Regions from separate parts of the Mus musculus genome. Here all the other regions are linked to region 1. Evidence: chromatin contacts called from public Hi-C, HiChIP or PLAC-seq and promoter capture Hi-C data. All regions are on one chromosome and are shown on one strand. Each heading gives the region's core, a stretch centred on a gene start, on an enhancer-like site or on the middle of the called end of the contact. The rest is flanking DNA. Distances are from core to core; before and after follow the strand shown.

Region 1 (2,840 bases), core at 206-2,705:
CCTGACATCTTACATCGCCCCACTATCTCCCTTTCCTCTGCCAACTCTGCCCTTCAGCACCAGCAACCACCATCATCAGTTTTTGTCCAGGTCAGCATTCTTAGGTCAGTGATAGAAGTGAAATCATGCAGCCTTGGTCTTCCTGGGCCTGTCCTCCTTCACCCAACATCTGACAGTTCATCCTTGTTGCAAATAACAGGGTCTCCTATATGAACCCTGAACTTCATGATGGGCCTTGCTACATTTTATCTATTCATCTACTGGTGGATCTTAGGTTGGTTTTGTGTCTTGCTTTTAGGAGTTAACATTGCAGTGAGCACAGGGCACAGCTGCCTACCTGACAGTGATTTCCTTTACATACGCAACGACTCATAGTTTTTAACTTTTCCAGGGTCATCCACACCGTGTTCATAGTGACATTTCTTACTTACAGTGTAGCATTGTGTAGTCATACTATATTAATTACCTGGGTTATGGAGTGTAAGTAGGTTCCATTGCTTCTGTCTGAACGTTTTTTACTCCGCGATTGGTAAAAAGCATCCTAATTGCAGAAAGGAACAAAAATCCATTAGAAATCTTGCCTGTATTCGTAGGAGTACTTTGATAATAGCAATTTCATTACTAACAAGGCTGGTGGTTAGAACTTCCAGGGTGAGGGTGTTGGAATGTTGAAGCTCTAGCAGCATCTTCTTGTGCTGTGTTTAGCTCCCTTAATTGCATTGCTTACTTGACCTCATGTCCTTGTGACTAGGTGAAACTTTTGGAATGTGTTAACACAGTACCAGCCTGAAACCCAAGAACCGTCGGATAGGAACGGAAACGTGCACTCAGTTTGCTGTAAACTGCATGCCTGATGTTTCCACAAAAGTATTTGAAATTTTCCAGGATATATAACTTTCTTAAACAGCGAAAAACACTACTAAACTATGCAATATGTCTGGGGCAACTGGTTTCGTGTTCTAGAACGATTATCACTCATACTTGGTTCAGGAATAAACTCTTGAGGTGAGAGGTGTGTGGTTTATGCTGTTTGTAAAGAAGTAAGTTTAAATGTGAAGATACAGGTAGAAAACCAAAGACCATAAAGCAATGGGGCTATATTTTCTGGCTGAGCTGGAGGAAATCCAGAGACTTTGGAGACCCGGTTGAGGCCAAAATTGCCACTCAAGTCAGAGTGACTTAAAAATTTTACTCTCTGAAGGGTTGGGCGAGAACCACTTCCGTTTGTGCTGTCAGGTAATGTATTCTAGCTTTGCAGCCCGCTGTACCCTAGAATGAGTAGCTCCACACCAGAACTGGACCACTGCACTATGGGAAATGTGCCCCGCAATCCTCTCCCCGCGACCCACCTCCTCTCTTCCCACTATCCCCGCTTCTCTCCCTGCCCCAAGCCTAGCAGTTCCAGTGCGCATGCGCACCTTTTACATCACTGGCGCAGAGGTTCCGGTCAGGTCATCTGGCTTCCGCCAGGAAGACAACCAGGAGACTGCCAACCTTGTGCACCTGCGCAGATCGCTGCGTCTGTCTGTCACCATGGCAGCATGTGCAGGGGGCCCGGGTAAGTGTGGAGGGTTCAGCGGGCAGGGTACCGCCTACTCTTTTTCCTGTTTTGTTATTGAGTTGTAAATGCCAGTGTCTGCGGGGTGTTCAAGTGGTGGCTGATTTAACTGAGGCCGAAGAGTATCTCCGTGTGACAAAGGTAGAAACAATTTAGGGTAAATCGATTGTTTAGATACAAAAGGAAAATTCATTTTTGATATTAAAAGTTCAAAATGGTTCAGTAAGGTCTCTAGTCCTTCCCAATCATTAGCCCATTTCCCCCTCAAATTTCTGCTACACATTCGTGGGTGGATCCTTCCAAAAAGGTCTTACATACATACCACATTATCTTTTTTTTTTAACCTTTCACTTTTTGTTTGTTTGTTTTGTTTTATTTGTATGAGTACACTGCAGCTGTCTTGAGACACGCCACAAGAGGGCATCGGATTCCATTACAGATGGTTGAGAGCCACCATGTGGTTGCTGGGGAAGTGACCTCAGGACCCCTGGAAGAGCAGTCAGTGCCCTTAACTGCTAGGCCATCTCTTCAGCCCTCTACCTTCTTTATTTTATTTTTTTTTAAGATTTTTCATTTATTAAATGTAAGTACACTGTAGCTGTCTTCAGACACCCCAGAAGAGAGCATCAGATTTCATTACGAATGGTTGTGAGCCACCATGTGGTTGCTGGGATTTGAACTCAGGACCTTCAAATTTGAAGAGCAGTTGGTGCTCTTAACCTCTGAGCCATCTCTCCGTCTCTGCTTTTTAACACACACATAAACATTAAATATTTCTTTATTTTGCATAAAACCTTTGAAGATTTTAAACAATGTATTTTGATCAATTTATCTTTCCCTCTCCCCCAGATCTTACCAAACCTCTCTTCAACTTCACACTCTTTTTATTTGTTCTTATATTTATCAAACGTCAAAGAAGGAATAGAGTGGACTCTCTCAAGGTTGGGGGCCTCCCTCTGGTTTTGTACTGTGAATTTTAAGAAAGTTTCTGTAAATGTTTATGGTGCATATTTATTGGGTAAGGTGAGACTTTTCCCCTCCCAACCCATAGTAGATCAATTCAATATCAATTTCTTAGGTATTTCTTCCCACGAGGCCCACAAAAGAGGGAGAGGTAGGTGTCAAAATCACATTGGCAGGGCTGGAGAAAGAGCTCATTTGCAAAGCTTCTTGCCTTGCAGGCATGAGGACAAGAGTTCCATCCACACAGCCTGTGTGAAAACCAGGGACCCTGGTACAGGAGGGCACTGGGGGGGATGGGAACAGATGGATCCATGGAAGG
Region 2 (2,840 bases), core at 167-2,666, 820 kb before region 1:
TCAACAAGGCAGACAATTCAGTTAGTTCTTGTCGGTAAAATGATTTCACTCGCGCTGACACCAAAATGTTCAAACATTTGGAATTTGAAAAGGTTGCGCGGAGAATATAGCACTTAACTATTCCACAAAATTAAGCGTACGTGTAGAAAAAACGCAAAAGCCAGCTTCAGCAAGTCTGATAAAAAATGAGTTCGCTGGTCATTTCGCTCACGTCTTCCACGACACTCAGGCAGCCAGGTTACTCGGCCTTTTTGGGCTAAGGCGGTGGGTTCAAATTTCACCACACCAGGTCCCTGGGGGTGGAGCGTGCAACCCAACGCGACGTGCACTTGAATAAAAATCCTACAGGCAGCAATGCTACTGCCTCCCTTACGTTTAAAAAAAAAAATTATATAGAAGAAATCTCGAAGTGCAAACCCCAGCCGCTCCCGATGTGCACGGCACACCACATTGGAATCTGTCCTTTGAATGTTCGTCCTCCTAAGACTCGGAGCAGAGAGGAGGTGGAGAGCAGGCAGAGAAGGCTGGGAAGGATCGATTCGTTTTCCCGAGGAGCAGCAGCGGAGCCATTTCCAGGCTGGCAGCTAGCTGGGGGCGCAGCCGCCGGGGAGCAGCGCAGGGGCCCGAGCCCACCTCCTTTGGCTTCCCGGCCCCCGCCGAGCACAATGGAGCCCCGCTCGCGGCCGCCCCCTCTTCCCGCCTCTCCTCGCAGCACCCGCGGCCTCGGGCTCCCGACGGCGGAGAATGAATGAATCAGAGAACCCAACCCCGCGCGGTCCCCTGCACCCAGCCCCCAAGCTCCCGGCGGCCGCGCGCTGAGGCGAGAGGCTGGCGGCTCGTCCGAGGCACGGCAGCCGCGGCTCGTGCCCCCACCCCGGCTCGTCTCTCCCGCTCCGCGCCGCCTCACATTCCCGGGGCTGCCGCTGCCTCCTTACACTCCCCTCAGCGGCTGACTCCGTCGGCCCGGGCGGCCTGGCGCCCGTCGCTGCCTCTGACTCCACGGAGCGGGCTCCGAACCGAGCGCAGCCGAGGGCGCCGCTTCCCGGTCCGCGCCGCCGGCGTGAGACGAGCACGGCAGCGGAGCAGGAGAGGGGGCGGGGCGGGGCGGGGCGGGGCGGAGAGCGCGGCCCTCCCGGCTCGAGGGGCGGAGCGCTGCCGCCGCCGCAGGCCGGCGGAGGAGGTGGGGCGCGGCGGAGGCGGGGCCCGGGCTCGGACCGGGGCGCTGAGGAACAACACCGGAGGGGATGAGCTGGCCGGTCCGTCGGTCCGTCCCTTTTTCCTTCCCCTCCCCTAGCGGCCGGCGGCGGACGGGCAGTGCGCTCGGCTCCTGCGCTGGCTCTGGGCCGCCACGGCCTCGTCCGCTCCGCACGCCGGGTGCTCGCGCTGTGTCTCCATCCTCCCCGCAGAAGGACCTTTAAATAGCAACGTCAGCGCGCTCCTCTCCGCACATACGTCACCCTCCGCTCACGTCAGCTTGTGCGGGGGATGATGTCACGCGGCCGGAAGTACTGCTAAATTAGGGAAAGAGCTGGGGGAGGCGGGCTGAGCGAGCTGCTCCGGGCCCACCTGCTCCCGGTTCTCTCGCTTCTCCTTAAAGGCCAAGGCGCCGGAGACAGTCTGAGGAGAGCTCGGAGAAGGAAGCGGCGGGAGGAGGTTTCCTTGGCACAAATGTGCCATATGCGAATGAATCACTCATAGCAACAGTGCCGAAGTGTCGCCGGTAAAGTCCTGTCTCCCTCTCCCACTGGGTTTGCAGCAGCATCCCCGGGCTGTTCACATCCCAACCTGCAGGGAATCGTGGGAGGGAGAGTGATCACTGCTGGTAGACTCGGGGAAAACCACCGTTAATTTTAGGAATCCTAAATACCATTCTGAACATAGTCAACTTTTAAGCTTTCTCCCCTCCTAAAGGCGTGCGTTTTAACTTAAAAAAAAAAAAAAAAAAAAAAAAAAAGAGTAGAGTTAGGAGCAAACCTCTTGTTACAAAGGATAGTAATTAAAGCAGAATGAGATTTCCAAATGTTCTAAATGTTGCAGTTCGCTGCATAGCCATGGTTCTGCAAGGCATAATGAGTCAAATTCATTAAAGTAAACTTAGTTCCCTCAGATAATTACCCTTCTACAGCATCGCAAGTGCCAACGAATCACCTTAGGTCTGACTTACCAAGGATATGAATTACAGTCTGGAAACAAAGTCCTACTTTATTAACACAAACATACGTTTGGGTTCCTGATTATTTTGAATCTTGTAAGCACAATAGCTCTCGAGTATATTTTCATTTTTTTTAATGTGGCAAGGATGACTAGCCGTCTATAAATTTATAGCTGCATATGTGAAATTGTGTTTTTAAAGTCATGAAGTTTTAAAATGGCCCTGTGTTGTTAAGGGCCTTTTATTGGTTAGACTCACAGAATGAGTTTTGCTTTTATTCCATTTAACTTGACAATTGTGGTTCAGAAATAGAAGTGCTGCACCCTGCTAAAGGCCATTAGTACTTCAGTTACTCCAAAGAGTCAGTGACCACATTTTACAAACTAAACTCATTTGACATGAAACATGAAACTCACTTCATTCAAAACCTGAAGTGACCCGAGAAATCCAGGACATGATATTATTACAAAATCATTAAATTGTCCTTAGAAGAATAGTACATCAATGCCAATGCAGTTCAAAAGAAAGTCAGCTAAAATTCTATAGATCATGCCAGGAGTGGTGGGTTTTGTTTTGCCTTGTTTGATTAAGATCTTGAACACCTGGGCTCTCTTCCCTAATCCCTCCTAAGCAATGCAGTTACAAGAATGTCCCTTGCTTGCCTGCTATATGTGGTTTTTAATACATG
Region 3 (2,840 bases), core at 116-2,615, 660 kb before region 1:
TTTAGAATACTGATCTGTAGTACTTTTGATGCAGTTTAAAAAAATTTACATATGATTTTTTTTCTTGGAAACATTTCTAAGATTTATCCCACATTGTGCAGCGCTTTCTCAGAGTGTATTGAGTATAACAGTTCAGTGTGACCTCAGGTAATGTTTGTCAATCATAGTCCCTTGGGGACGGGTGTTCTACTCTGCAGCACTATGGCATTTAATAAAGCCTCAGACTTTGCCGTAGTGTGGACTCTTGCATTGCCACCATGTTGTTTTCAGTGGTTCCACTCTCCTAGTCAGACTATTTGTTGTAACAAATAGACAAAAGGCTTAAGAAATCTGCATACTGGAATCCATGAGCCAGCACTTAAGATCATATACTCAGGGCAGTCCAGCTGTATCAGCTAAAGGTGTTTGGTTTTTTACAATTTCTTTTCAGTGCTAGGGATTAAACACAGCCGGTGTCTGCTACGCAAGTGCTCCACCCATTGAGCATTTCCCCAGCTGGAGACTTAAAATCTTTTCAATTTCAAGTGAATACTACATTTTTTGTTTGGATGTGCTGTTAAAATATTGTTAGTATTAGACGTGTGGACTCTAAATAATTCTAAATTTTGAGTTAGTTTGAAATAGGGTCTTGGCAAAATCAGTGGTAAAAGAGGATGCCTATCTATACCTCTCTGTCCTCAGACCCGATGTACAGCACACAAGCTGATGTAACTGGAGAATAATACCCTTAGTTTCCATCTCATTTAACAATTGTAAGAATCTGCGATGATTAAAATAAAGGTTTGGAGATCTAGCCGTCTTTCTAACCGTTGTACTAAACAGGTCTAGGCCTTTTCAGAAACATTATCTTACAAACAGAAACAATCATATTCAAAAGACTGCTTTGAGTTCCTGGAGAGGAGCAGGAGTTCAAACATGGAGATTTCAGAGAAAGGTGGTGATCTTGAATAAGTGAACAGGTGGGCCTCTCAGGCAGAAAGAATTCACTTGATACTGTGTAAATACCTGATTTCTAAAAGTGGATTAGTCAGGATTTGATCTCTATGAGGATCTTGGGCTTTCGTCCTAGAGCAGTGGTTGACAGGTTAAGCACTGGCTTTACTTGATCCAATGAGATCTTAGTCCCCTAGGGCGCTAGTTTGTTTCCATTGTCACAGTAAGAGCAGTGGGGCCTTAAGCTAGCTACAAACCATAACGTTATCTTCTCTGGATGCTGCCTCATTTGGCACGAAGCACCCGCAGCTCAGCTAGAAGTGTAAGAACCACCAGGCCACTAGATGGAAGGCTGGGCTGGTGGGTCCTTTTGACGCTCAACACTGCTTTCTGCCCTGGCCACAAAGGCCGCTGAAGATCTGCCAAAACGGGCGGGGAAGTTGGCAGGGACTGGAACCAGAGGAAGCTGAGCCAGGGCCGCAGAAGCTCCGTGGCGAAACTTTCTTGACGCCTTCTATTTAAAGGCTTGGGGCGACCCCGCCCCGCGCGCCGGGAACCCAAGCAGCCCCGCGGGCCCTGGCAAAGTGCAGTCAGACGGAGAACACCGGGCGAGGCGTGGGCAGCTCCGACTCCGGCCAGGACAGGCGCGATGGAGAGCGGCGACAGCGGACTCGCAGCCCAGGGCTTCCTAGGATGGGGTGCAGACGAGGAGGTGGCCCAGGAGCTGGAGACGGAGGAGGAGTCGGAGGGCGAGGGGGAGGAGACGGCGGCCGAGTCGGAGGAGGAGCCCGACGCCAGGTAGCCTGAGCGGGAACCGCCCGGACCTAACAAAGCTGTCCACTCCACAGGTGTCCCGCCGGGCCAGTGGCCACCCCCCCCCCCCCAACCTTTTCCTTTCCCTTTCCAACCTCAGAAGTTCATTTCCCCGGAGCCAAGCACACTGTCTGGGACGCGCCGCCTTCTTTAAAAACTTGAAGGTGCAAGGTGCTTGCTGTCAGCAGGAGTGACAGGTCCGCCTGCAGCAAAGTTCACAGTCGGCCCCCACCCCCTCCCCCACCCCCGCCTCCCAGCTCCTTGTGACTTGCTCGTTTATTCTTGGAGACTTACTTGGGGTTCTGCCTAACCGCAAAACTGTGCTGGAATACTTGCCTCTGGCTCCCCGCCCTGGATCAATCTTGCCTGCCTGAGCTTGGGGAAGGGTCTGGAGTCAGAAGGCTCTGTCCATTACCTTCAAAGGTATGGCAGCCTCCTAGAGTTCTAGCGCTGGGCTAGTTTGCTGTATGGAAGCTATTTTGGTGCAAACATCCCATACACTCCTTAGAGGGAAGAATCATGAAGGCCAGGTGTGGCTGGCCTGCCCTTGTGATTCCAATAATAGAAAGGCAGAAGCAGGAAGACTGATTTCCAGGCCAGCTGGGCTCTCCTGGGTGATGTTTTAGCAACGTCTGTCCTAAAAGTCGTTCTGGTCCTAAATATCTATCAATAAGGCGAATGAGATTAAGTAATACTATATACATACATACGTGTGTGTGTGTGTGTGTGTGTGTGTGTGTGTGTGCACGCATTAAGGCTTTCTACTTTGTCTCTACTTTGTCCCTTTTCATCCAGCCCTAAAATGACAATAGTAGTATGGATGTTTTGTTTAATCGTAAGCATGTCATCAATGGTATCTCTTCCTGGGTGGTCCTATCAAAAGGCTTTGGGGGTGGCAAGTGATGGTTTATCATTTCAGAATGCCCAACCAAGACCAGAATTGTTCAAGTTGGAGTAGCCCAAGAGTGGCATTGAAGGCTGGGGAGATGGCTCCGCTGGTAAGGTGCTTGCCTTGTGAGCTCAAGGACTGGAGCTTAATCCCCAGTTCCTATGGTCAATACCTGCAGTACTGGCGGAAAGCCCAGCACTGTGGC
Region 4 (2,840 bases), core at 133-2,632, 610 kb before region 1:
GACGAGGAACGTGAGTCTTATTCCCCAGCTATGACCTCTGTATCTGAGCAGTCTCTTTCTCCATCCACCACTGAGAAGACATCTGCCATCCAGTCCCCACTCTTTTCAACAGTTTCACCAGTCCTGTCTGGAGATGAGGCCTCAGAGAGCGTGTGTCACTCACCAGAATCTGAATCTGCGGCTGAGTATTCTGTTCCAGCACATGCGCAAGAGTTGCTGTTGAAAACAGGTGACCACAAGCTCCCATTAAAGTCCCAACGTGTTTCTGAGCCCATCATTCAGGCAGAAGATGAGAAAGAAGATATTGGGCTACTTCCCCCAGCAGCACTGAGCCAGGCAGTTCTATCGGAAGATGAGAGTCTAGGAAGTGGAAGTTTCGCATCAGATTCAAAGCTGCCATTTAAACCCTCGGTTTCACAAAATGCAACACGGGAATCCCCCCAAAAAACAATAGATGACATGCCCCAATTCAAACCAAGAGGCCTTTCTGATCCTGCAACCCTGTTAGAAGAAGAAAAGGAAGCCATTGGAGTTGGGCTATCTTCATCCAATGAGGTCTCTGCAGTGGAATGCGCTCTCCCCCCACAAACCACTGAGCTGCTTTCTGAAAGCCATGCCCCACCTCCCTGGGCCATCTCATCCGAACAAGTGGTCCAATCAGAAGAAGGGAGCAGAGACCAGCAGCGGGGCTCATTCTCTTCCACACCAGAGCTTGGCCACACATCTCCTCTGCTTCTAAAGGGTGCCTCCTCACCCACAGGTCTATCAGAGCAAGGGCAGGAAGAGGACAATATTGGGCCCCTTTCCCCTGATTCTGCATTTGCGTCAGAATTCTCATTCTCACCCTATCCGACTCAGGAACTAGAGAAGAGAGAGCTGGGGCGGGATTCTCCACTGTGCTTAACGTCCCCCTCTGAGCAGACTGTTCTGTCTGATGAGGACACGGAAGAGGCTGACCTCTTTTCTCCGGATTCAGCATCACAGGTGTCAATCCCACCATACCGAATCGCAGAAACAGAGCAAAACAAGGTCGAGCCAGACGAATTACTACCTAGGAGGTCTGCTCCAGACTATCCCTACTTCTCAGAGGCAGATGAAGAAGAGGCGGGGTCCTCAGTGGTCACGCCTGTGCCTGAGCATTCTGAGCCATCGCAGGAGCGGGAGGAGTCTTCCCCTTGTAGGCCTGTGTTCGAAGATCTGAGCCTGCTACCTTCGGCAGATAAGACCGGCCAAGCAGAAACTATGTCAGATGTTCCAACAATTTCAACCTCTGTGTCTGAATATCTCATCCTGGCACAGCAGGAGAAAACTCAGGCATCTTTGGAGCCTGAGGCTGAAGATTTGGTACCACCACCAACCAGTGGATGGGAGAAGAGAGATGCAAAGAGTAGTCTGCCAGCAGTTACAATAGCAGCTTCCTCTTCTGCACTCTCATCAGTGGTAAAGGAAGAAACCACATCCGTTTTGCCCACCTCTCAGCCCTCAGTTTCACCCGAGTCAACCTGTGTGCTTAAGCCAGAGCAGGAGCCCACAGCACCTCTCACTCTAACAAGTGCAGATGAACAGATGGCTTTGCCCAGAGTCGGAAGGGAAAAAGCTGTGCTGGATTCTCAAGAAGCGACAGCACACAAATCGCAGGATCAGACACCAGAGCCTCGGCTCCCAAATGTTCCAGGGTCTGGGATGAAATATTCAGTTTTGTCTGACTTGGGAGATGAGCCAAAGGCGGATGTCAAACTCAATTTAGCTCCAACTGTGACTTCTGAACTAGAACAGAGAATGTTGTCAAAGAATGAGCCTGAAGTGGCAAAACCACACTCACCTCCAGAGGAAACATCTATTTCTGGACCTAAGGTTTTATCTGCAGTGAAAACGGAAGTGAAACAGGAGTCCAAAATAACCAGGGAACTTCCTGCGGCTTCATCGGGGAGAGAGAGGGGAGCAGAACACAGTCCACCTGCACCACCTGCACTTCCAGCATTGATGGAAGAGATGGGGAAAGACACAGAAGCCAGCTCTTCTGCCACCACAGTGCCAGTAACTAAGCTTGATTCAAATTCAACTAAATTAGGCAGGGATGAAGTCCTGACAGATCCATCTCTTGCCAGCCCTGTGGAACACCCAGGCTTAAAGGGAGTAGGGAAGAGCGAGTTAGGCAGTGGTTTGCCTTTGCCCAGCATGTCTACCTCAGAGGTGTTAAGGCCTGAACCCAAACTTCCTGTCAACTCAGGGGTTGAGGTAGAGAGAGAAGACAACGAGCCACCTCCATTGCAAGTGTCACCCACATCCAAACCCACGGTGCCAAATGACAAACACGAGGAGATAACAAGGTCTCCTGATTCTGAAAATGTAGTTTCAGATGATTTAGCTCCAACATTACTGGCCCTCAGACATGAGATGAACAGGCAAGCAGAGGAGACATCTTCTCCAGTGCCGGGGAGTTTCCTGTCAGGAGAGCAAGAGCTTATAAAGCTCCCCCCAGAGCCTGAGAAGCACAAACAGTTATCAGAAGTACCAACTGCTGGGTCAGAACTCATTGATAGTAGAGATAGAGATAGATCCTTAGGTATAGAACCAGTAAAACCCATCGGAACGGAACCAGGGCCTTCTATCTTAGAAAAGGGCCCCGCTGAGCTTCAGAGAAGAGGAAAAGAACAAGAAGAAAACAGGAAGCTTCCTGTGCCTGCCTCAGCTCCATTAGAGACTGCTTCTTTTGACCTCCCCATTGAGCAAAAAGAGCCTAAACGGACCCTTCATGAGGGCCAAGCTGTTGAGGTGCCTGATGAGAGCAGCTCTTCTGCAGATAAGCCAGAGCTGGGTGTTAAACAATTGGCAGAGAA
Region 5 (2,840 bases), core at 159-2,658, 610 kb after region 1:
TGCACAAGTGGTATTTGAGAAGAACTAAGCTTCCACTTCCCCACTGTCCTGTCCTAGCTACAAAGTCCTTCAGGTCTCACAGTCCCACAGCTTAGTGCTTGTGATTCTAGAGGCCACTGGGGCCCAGGAACTGTAATCTGAGATGATAGAGTAGGCCAGTTGGGTTTGAGATTCCGGAGGATCATGAAGTCATTGTAGCTTGCTCCATTTGGATTGCTCTAATGAAACAACTGAAAAGTCTAGAAAATATCTGAGTATATCACACGTTGAAAGGTAGTACAAAAAGCTTTCTGATCAGTGAAAGCCATGTCTCAGCAGACAGCAGTGCACACGTTAACTAGGCTATAACAAACACATAGTGGTTAAATCGTAAGCATACTTTGGAGAAAATTAGATGAGAAACTGCACACACATACTTCCCAGAACCCCCACTCCTGTCCTCACCCAATCTGCATCGAATGAAAAGAGTGAACAAATTACCTCTGCTGTGGGTCAAGTTTAAGGACACGTTGGGTCAAGTTTAAAGACACTTTAGCTAAGAAGGACACTGACCTGCTTAGGGACCACGATTCTTGTCCCCTATCCCTCTATCCAACAACTCTCTGGGTCTGGCTGTACGCTAAGAAGGGAGAGAGAGGTTTGAGCTAGTGACGCTGATATGGCTGCGGAAGCTGAGTACGTGATGGCCAGGAGAAGCAGAGGCAAGCTCCTTTGAAATGGCAGGGCTGCTGTCCAGAACCCGGGTGGTTTGTTGCTATTCATAGGAACCTTTACTTAGCAGATGCCCTAGGAAGCTATTTTTAGCAGGGATACGGTCTGCTAGGCTGTGCGGTGGTCATATAAACTGGTGTGAATAGAAGGTGAGAGAATCTAGTCTCTGTTTCAGATATCCTGATCTTGAACGTGATAGTGACGATCATTGATTGTCCCTGAACCCAAGTCCCAGACAACAAGTTGTAAGGAGGCCTTCCTGTTTGCTTCTAACAGCTGGAAATAGATCACCTGAGACTTCCTCTTAGCCTTTATTCTCCAGGGCCAGCCTTTCCCCTCCGAGAGAAGTGTTTTCCTAGCAGGTAGTTTCCTTTGCTGACCCTTGTACCCTAAGCTAGGACTGGCCCCAACCAGGTGAGCTGCAGGGAGGAACTCCCTCTCAGAGTAACAACTGTCTGCAGACCAGACTGGCAAGCCAAGTCAAAGGTCTGCCCGTTCAGGGAGAGGCAAATGTTTCATAGAAATGGCAGGTTCTAGAAAGGACACCTGGCCCAATAGCAGAAGAGTCAGAGGCTGGCCTTCAAGGACACAGCTGGGGGAGTCTGTGGGGTGGAGGTCTCATGAGGGATTGGTTGAAAAGGACTCCAGTCCCGCCCAGCAAAGTAGCCTTTTCTAAGCTGAGCCCCACAGGCTCCTGTTACACTTCTTGGCTGTGTGCACGCAGCAGGATCTGGATACGACAGACTCCTCCAGCTTCAAGGTCAGTCAGATGCTCCAAATGCATGGTCTTTCTAAAGGACAGTACTAGAACCAACCATGGTGAGCCTTAGCACATGGGACCCACAACCATGTAGGCAACGCTTAATAAGAAACGGTGGGCCAGATAGAAATGGGAACGTGATGTGGCAAGAGGGTTGCCCTTGCCTGGAATCACGTTTTTCCCTGGGCATGAGCACTGGCAGCTCAACCAGCGAACCCAGAACCTTAGCTCACAGTGCCTCTGTTTCATAGTAAATTAAGAAATTCTGTGGAGCTGGGCAGTGGTGGAGCTCGCCTTTAGTCCAGCACTTGGGATGCAGAGGCAGGCAGATTTCTGAGTTCAAGGCCAGCCTGGTCTACAGAGAGAGTTCCAGGACAGCCAGGGCTACACAGAGAAACCCTGTCTCGGAAAGAAAAGAAAAGAAAAGAAAATTCTGTGGAAAAAAAATCTAAATGTGGGATTTTGACCCAAAACGTGGGGTAAGTGATAAGTTTAGATGTTACATTTCATTCTCTAATAATTTGCAGAGACCAATCCACTCGTGTCTGGTAGTGTTTTTCCTCAGTTGCATCAAAAGAGATGCCTAATGACTTGGCATGAATTAGCTAGAAAATTTATGTTGATTTGAGGCTCTCCAAAAGAGCAAAATTGGTTACTAGTGGCCTGGATTCCTCTTAACTGGCTAATGCTACTGCCAGAGATTCAGTCCTGAAAGAGTTAATATACTGAAAGTGAACTACGTAAAGCTCCATCTTTAGAAGGAAAATGAAAAATAAGCTTCATATGGCTTACTTAGTTGCTTGGCTCTTGGAGGATTGTCATTGTCACCCTGCCCTTGTATGTGAAGTCCATGCCTTTGGAAGCTCTGCTTTGAATGTATGAAAAGTGACACTAGCCCAACAAACCAAAGCACCCTTTACCCTCACTGCTGTCCTCTGAACCTTCCAAAAGCACAGCCAGGTTCTATGACCAGCACAGTGCTAGCTGGGCAGTCAGGACAACGTGCTGTTAGATTAACTGTAGACTTCCCAGGAGGCTGCTCTCCCAGTGGACATCTGTCACTTCCTCTCCCATCTGTGTCCTTCTATTCTGTCCTTTCGTGGAGAAAATGACATCAGGGGTGGCAGGAAGACCAGACATTGTTGGCTGCTGAGGCCTTGCCTGCTGCTCACACTGAGAGGCACCTTTTTCAAAGCCCCTATCTATGCATGGAGCCAGTCATGTCTGTGGGCTAAGCTATGCACAGCTTCCTGGTAAAATCACAGTGTCAGAGCATGGACAGGGGACCAGGGAAGCCTCTCTTTAAAAAAAAAAAAAAAGTAGCAGAGGCAAAGCCAGGAAGCAGGGGTTGGGATTTGGAATAAGGAGG
Region 6 (2,840 bases), core at 196-2,695, 540 kb after region 1:
CAGCCTATGGTATGATGCCACCCTTAGTGAGCTCTGAAGTGTGCCTAGGTGATTCTAGGTCCTGTCAAGTTGACAGTGTCAACCATCACAGTCACCTAGGGTGGGACTATGATGGGTTCATCTTTCCCTGGGAGTCTTCCTCTGTCTCTGTATGCTGCTCTGCTGTGCACCGTGCTGCTTGCTCAGATGGTCTGTCTCAACTACTGCAGAGTCCAAATGATCATAAACTCAAATCTTTAAAATCATGAGCCCAAACTAAATCCATGAATAGTTTTCTCAGATGTTTTGTCTCAGTTACAGAAAACTAACTAACTCAGTCATCAAAGGAATAGTGTGCTCTCTCTTGGGCTATTGCTTTCTTGGTCCACTTGCTATGGAAGAAACAAGTCTGTTGCGGGAAATATTAAAATAGAACCACCAAGTTCCTATGCTCTCTACAGCTACTCTCTGCCCACCAACTCTCCAGTTGGGCCAGAGCTCCTGAATTCCCTTCCCTGCCATGCCAGCCCCAGGCAACAACTGTCCAACCCACGGTCAGCCACCACAACACCCAGCAACCCGGTAGAAATGAAACTCTAGAAGCTTATAATGAACAAGTCAGATTTATATATCAATAAATTCTCAATTCACAAGATGCCCACACAATAATTTCAGAACCAATTGATAATGATACAAGCTGCCCACCAAGATCAGACAAGTTATGCCAATTATTCTATCCCTATATGATATTCATAACTACCTGTGGCTATTTAAAACCACGAGGGATCAGGATCTTCTTCCTGTCCATCCGCCTCCATCTTGGCTTCTTCCTCTCCTCCAAGTTGCTCTCTGTCTCTGCAACTCTTCACTCTGCTTCCCCTTTTACTGTCCAGTCACAGATCTCCTGCTGACAAATATTTTAATGTAATTGAAGATGGAATATCTGCCCCACCAGTCTCCTTGTCATAAGGAAAGACCAATGAATCAAGAAACTAAAGAGATCTGCCCACCAGCGGCATGTGTATGAGCTTGGGAATATACTGGAAGCCCTAGGAGAGCTTCCAAGCAACTATAGGCCTGTTGAGCATGTAGACTTAGGAATTCATTTGAAACCCAGAGCCATGTCCCAGTATTGAATCCTGAAAAACCTGAGATAACAGGTTCTTGTTGTTTGCCTTTAAGTTTTACAGTAATTTATAAATACAGTGATGAGTAACCAATACAGATGACATCATAGATTCCTAAGGCTTACTCAGTTTATTCTTGATCAAATTGAATTTAATGAATGCATTTTCATTTTGGAAAAAGAAGCATGTCTGTGTTCTCCCCCACAGAACACATACTGGCCTGTGATTATGTTCTAGCAAATACGTTGAAATGAAAATGGTATATGTGACATCAGTAACATTACATGTGTCTGCCTCATAGCCCGAGTTTCTGCTCAGCGCTGCTCCTCTCCCATCACCGGTAGGGCTCAGAACTGAATCGACTCATCTTTGTGATGTTTGAGTCTCTTGATCTTAGCTCCACTGTTGCTTAGCAATAGAGAGGCACTTAATGGCTCCACTCTCCTCTGCAGATGGAGATGTTCCTCCCTGTGTAGCCATTGTCTGTCTGTGATGCTGAGTTTAAAGATGTAATTATCATTTTGAGATAAAATTAATGTTGGCCTCAGTGTTACGCGTGGCCCGGCCTTTTGACTTCCAGGAGCTTGTTTCGGTCCAGTTTACAACCCCCTTCTTGGTAGAGCTGGACCCTCAAAATTATAAGATATTTAGAAATCTTAAGACAAAAATGTTAAAGCATTCTGAGAAAAAAAGATTAAGGGATTTTTTCATTACCAGGACAACAGATGTTTTGCATTCACCATATGGTTACTTGAGATTTTGAGCCTCAAACCCTGCCTCCTGTAATATAACTAACTGGAAACTGAGCCAATAGCTTTAGAGGAGAGGCTGTAGTGAAGGGATCAAAAAAAAAAAAAAAAAAAAGGATCAGGCAAGGAGGGTAGAGTGAACTATCCAAGCCCTGTTGACCTCTGGGTCCCACTTTGCTGGGAAGACTCCCAGAACTGAGAGCCATTGGGAGATTTCCTTCTCTCTTTGTAGAGTGGGGATTGAACTCAGGGGTACACACACTAGGCAAGTGTTCCACTGAACTGCTTCCCTACTTCTTGGGGAGATTGAGATGTAGTCTCACTATGTAGCTCAGGCTGGCCTTGAAGGGCTGTGTATATTAGACAAGTCTCAAAGGCACAGTTCTTCTGCTCTCACCTCTCAAGGGCTAGAGTTTAGGGAGTATACGCCAGGCTCAGACTCCAGAGAAGTTCTAAGCACAAGGTGTAAATCAGAGAGGATCATCACAGACCATTATGAAGACTCAGATCTCTCCTAAAATTCCTTCATTACTCACTGAATTTTACATATGTGTGTGTGTGTGTTTTCTTGATTTTGTTTGTTCTTCATTCAGTTGTCTAAATCTTTTGTCTGCTGCCAGTGGAAACAGAAAATGAAATCTGAGGGCTACATGTGAGGGCACACTAAAGCAGACTGCCTGCCTAACATGTAAGGGCTCCATTACACTACTACCACCCCATCCCCCAAAAGCATTACCTCTGCTCTTTAAAATTGGACATTTTAGTTGAGGAGCTTAGATGGGCAGGCATGAGGTAAACACTGATTGTGATGTGAACTTCCAGCACACTGGTTATAATCTGTGTCATTACTGGCCATGTGGTTAAACTCTGGAGTTGAAAAATCAAAAGAAAATGTCGTATTAGCAAACTAATAAAGCCCCAGGGCATAGCCCTGAAGGACAAGGTTAATATGGCTTCAGAGCATTTCACATGCATTCCCAATTAG

What was found. Promoter capture Hi-C pulls out the DNA fragments that hold promoters and counts their contacts. Hi-C and Micro-C count contacts between places; a contact is called where the count stands out from the background. HiChIP or PLAC-seq counts read pairs in DNA pulled down with a chosen protein or histone mark.
Region 2: a contact with region 1 is called in a Hi-C map of B cells, with 11 read pairs. The contact joins the promoter of Homer1 here to the promoter of Fam151b in region 1. A contact is called at or near these places in 1 of 39 promoter capture datasets (liver) and 2 of 484 Hi-C or Micro-C datasets (B cells and liver).
Region 3: an H3K4me3 HiChIP or PLAC-seq map of bone marrow-derived macrophages shows a contact between it and region 1, with 4 times the contacts expected there. The contact joins the promoter of Cmya5 here to the promoter of Fam151b in region 1. A contact is called at or near these places in 1 of 39 promoter capture datasets (pre-B cells) and 1 of 115 datasets of contacts at active chromatin or transcription factors (bone marrow-derived macrophages).
Region 4: a contact with region 1 is called in a promoter capture Hi-C map of pre-B cells, with 4 times the contacts expected there. The contact joins the promoter of A630019I02Rik here to the promoter of Fam151b in region 1.
Region 5: a promoter capture Hi-C map of the HPC-7 cell line shows a contact between it and region 1. The contact joins the promoter of Ckmt2 here to the promoter of Fam151b in region 1. A contact is called at or near these places in 16 of 39 promoter capture datasets (the 3T3-L1 cell line, the C10 cell line, the HPC-7 cell line and 11 more), 2 of 115 datasets of contacts at active chromatin or transcription factors (both in embryonic stem cells) and 4 of 9 other capture datasets (adipose tissue, embryonic stem cells, liver and 1 more).
Region 6: a promoter capture Hi-C map of hippocampal neurons shows a contact between it and region 1, with 2.2 times the contacts expected there. The contact joins the enhancer-like site here to the promoter of Fam151b in region 1. A contact is called at or near these places in 5 of 39 promoter capture datasets (the 3T3-L1 cell line, cranial neural crest, hippocampal neurons and 2 more) and 1 of 115 datasets of contacts at active chromatin or transcription factors (large pre-B cells).

The regions. Positions count from the first base shown.
Region 1 is chr13:92,482,646-92,485,485 of GRCm38.p6, reverse strand. Fam151b (family with sequence similarity 151, member B) reads left to right here and starts at 1,455. Exons shown (of 6, transcript NM_001163627.1): 1 at 1,455-1,558. The coding sequence starts at 1,534. Gm52060 (a long non-coding RNA gene) reads right to left here and starts at 1,413. Exons shown (of 3, transcript XR_003950692.1): 1 at 1,350-1,413; 2 at 467-541.
Region 2 is chr13:93,302,333-93,305,172 of GRCm38.p6, reverse strand. It overlaps Homer1 (homer scaffolding protein 1), which reads right to left and starts at 1,416. Exons shown (of 10, transcript NM_147176.4): 1 at 1-1,416.
Region 3 is chr13:93,143,249-93,146,088 of GRCm38.p6, reverse strand. Cmya5 (cardiomyopathy associated 5) reads left to right here and starts at 1,365. Exons shown (of 13, transcript NM_023821.3): 1 at 1,365-1,731. The coding sequence starts at 1,583. It overlaps Tent2 (terminal nucleotidyltransferase 2), which reads left to right. Exons shown (of 15, transcript NM_133905.3): 15 at 1-234.
Region 4 is chr13:93,093,375-93,096,214 of GRCm38.p6, reverse strand. It overlaps A630019I02Rik (RIKEN cDNA A630019I02 gene), which reads right to left and starts at 1,382. Exons shown (of 4, transcript NR_046182.1): 1 at 1,052-1,382; 2 at 476-501; 3 at 164-360. Cmya5 (cardiomyopathy associated 5) reads left to right here. Exons shown (of 13, transcript NM_023821.3): 2 at 1-2,840.
Region 5 is chr13:91,875,453-91,878,292 of GRCm38.p6, reverse strand. It overlaps Ckmt2 (creatine kinase, mitochondrial 2), which reads left to right and starts at 1,408. Exons shown (of 10, transcript NM_198415.3): 1 at 1,408-1,471.
Region 6 is chr13:91,938,981-91,941,820 of GRCm38.p6, reverse strand. All of the region lies in intron 18 of Rasgrf2 (RAS protein-specific guanine nucleotide-releasing factor 2), which reads left to right. Gm46435 (a long non-coding RNA gene) reads right to left here. Exons shown (of 3, transcript XR_003950706.1): 3 at 794-883. Among named protein-coding and RNA genes, the nearest start is that of Gm46435, 16 kb to the right of the region's middle. Within about 2 kb of position 1,445, at least 13 of the 459 cell types and tissues checked have an H3K27ac peak or open chromatin away from gene starts, as enhancers often do. A contact at or near this core is called in hippocampal neurons, where this site is marked.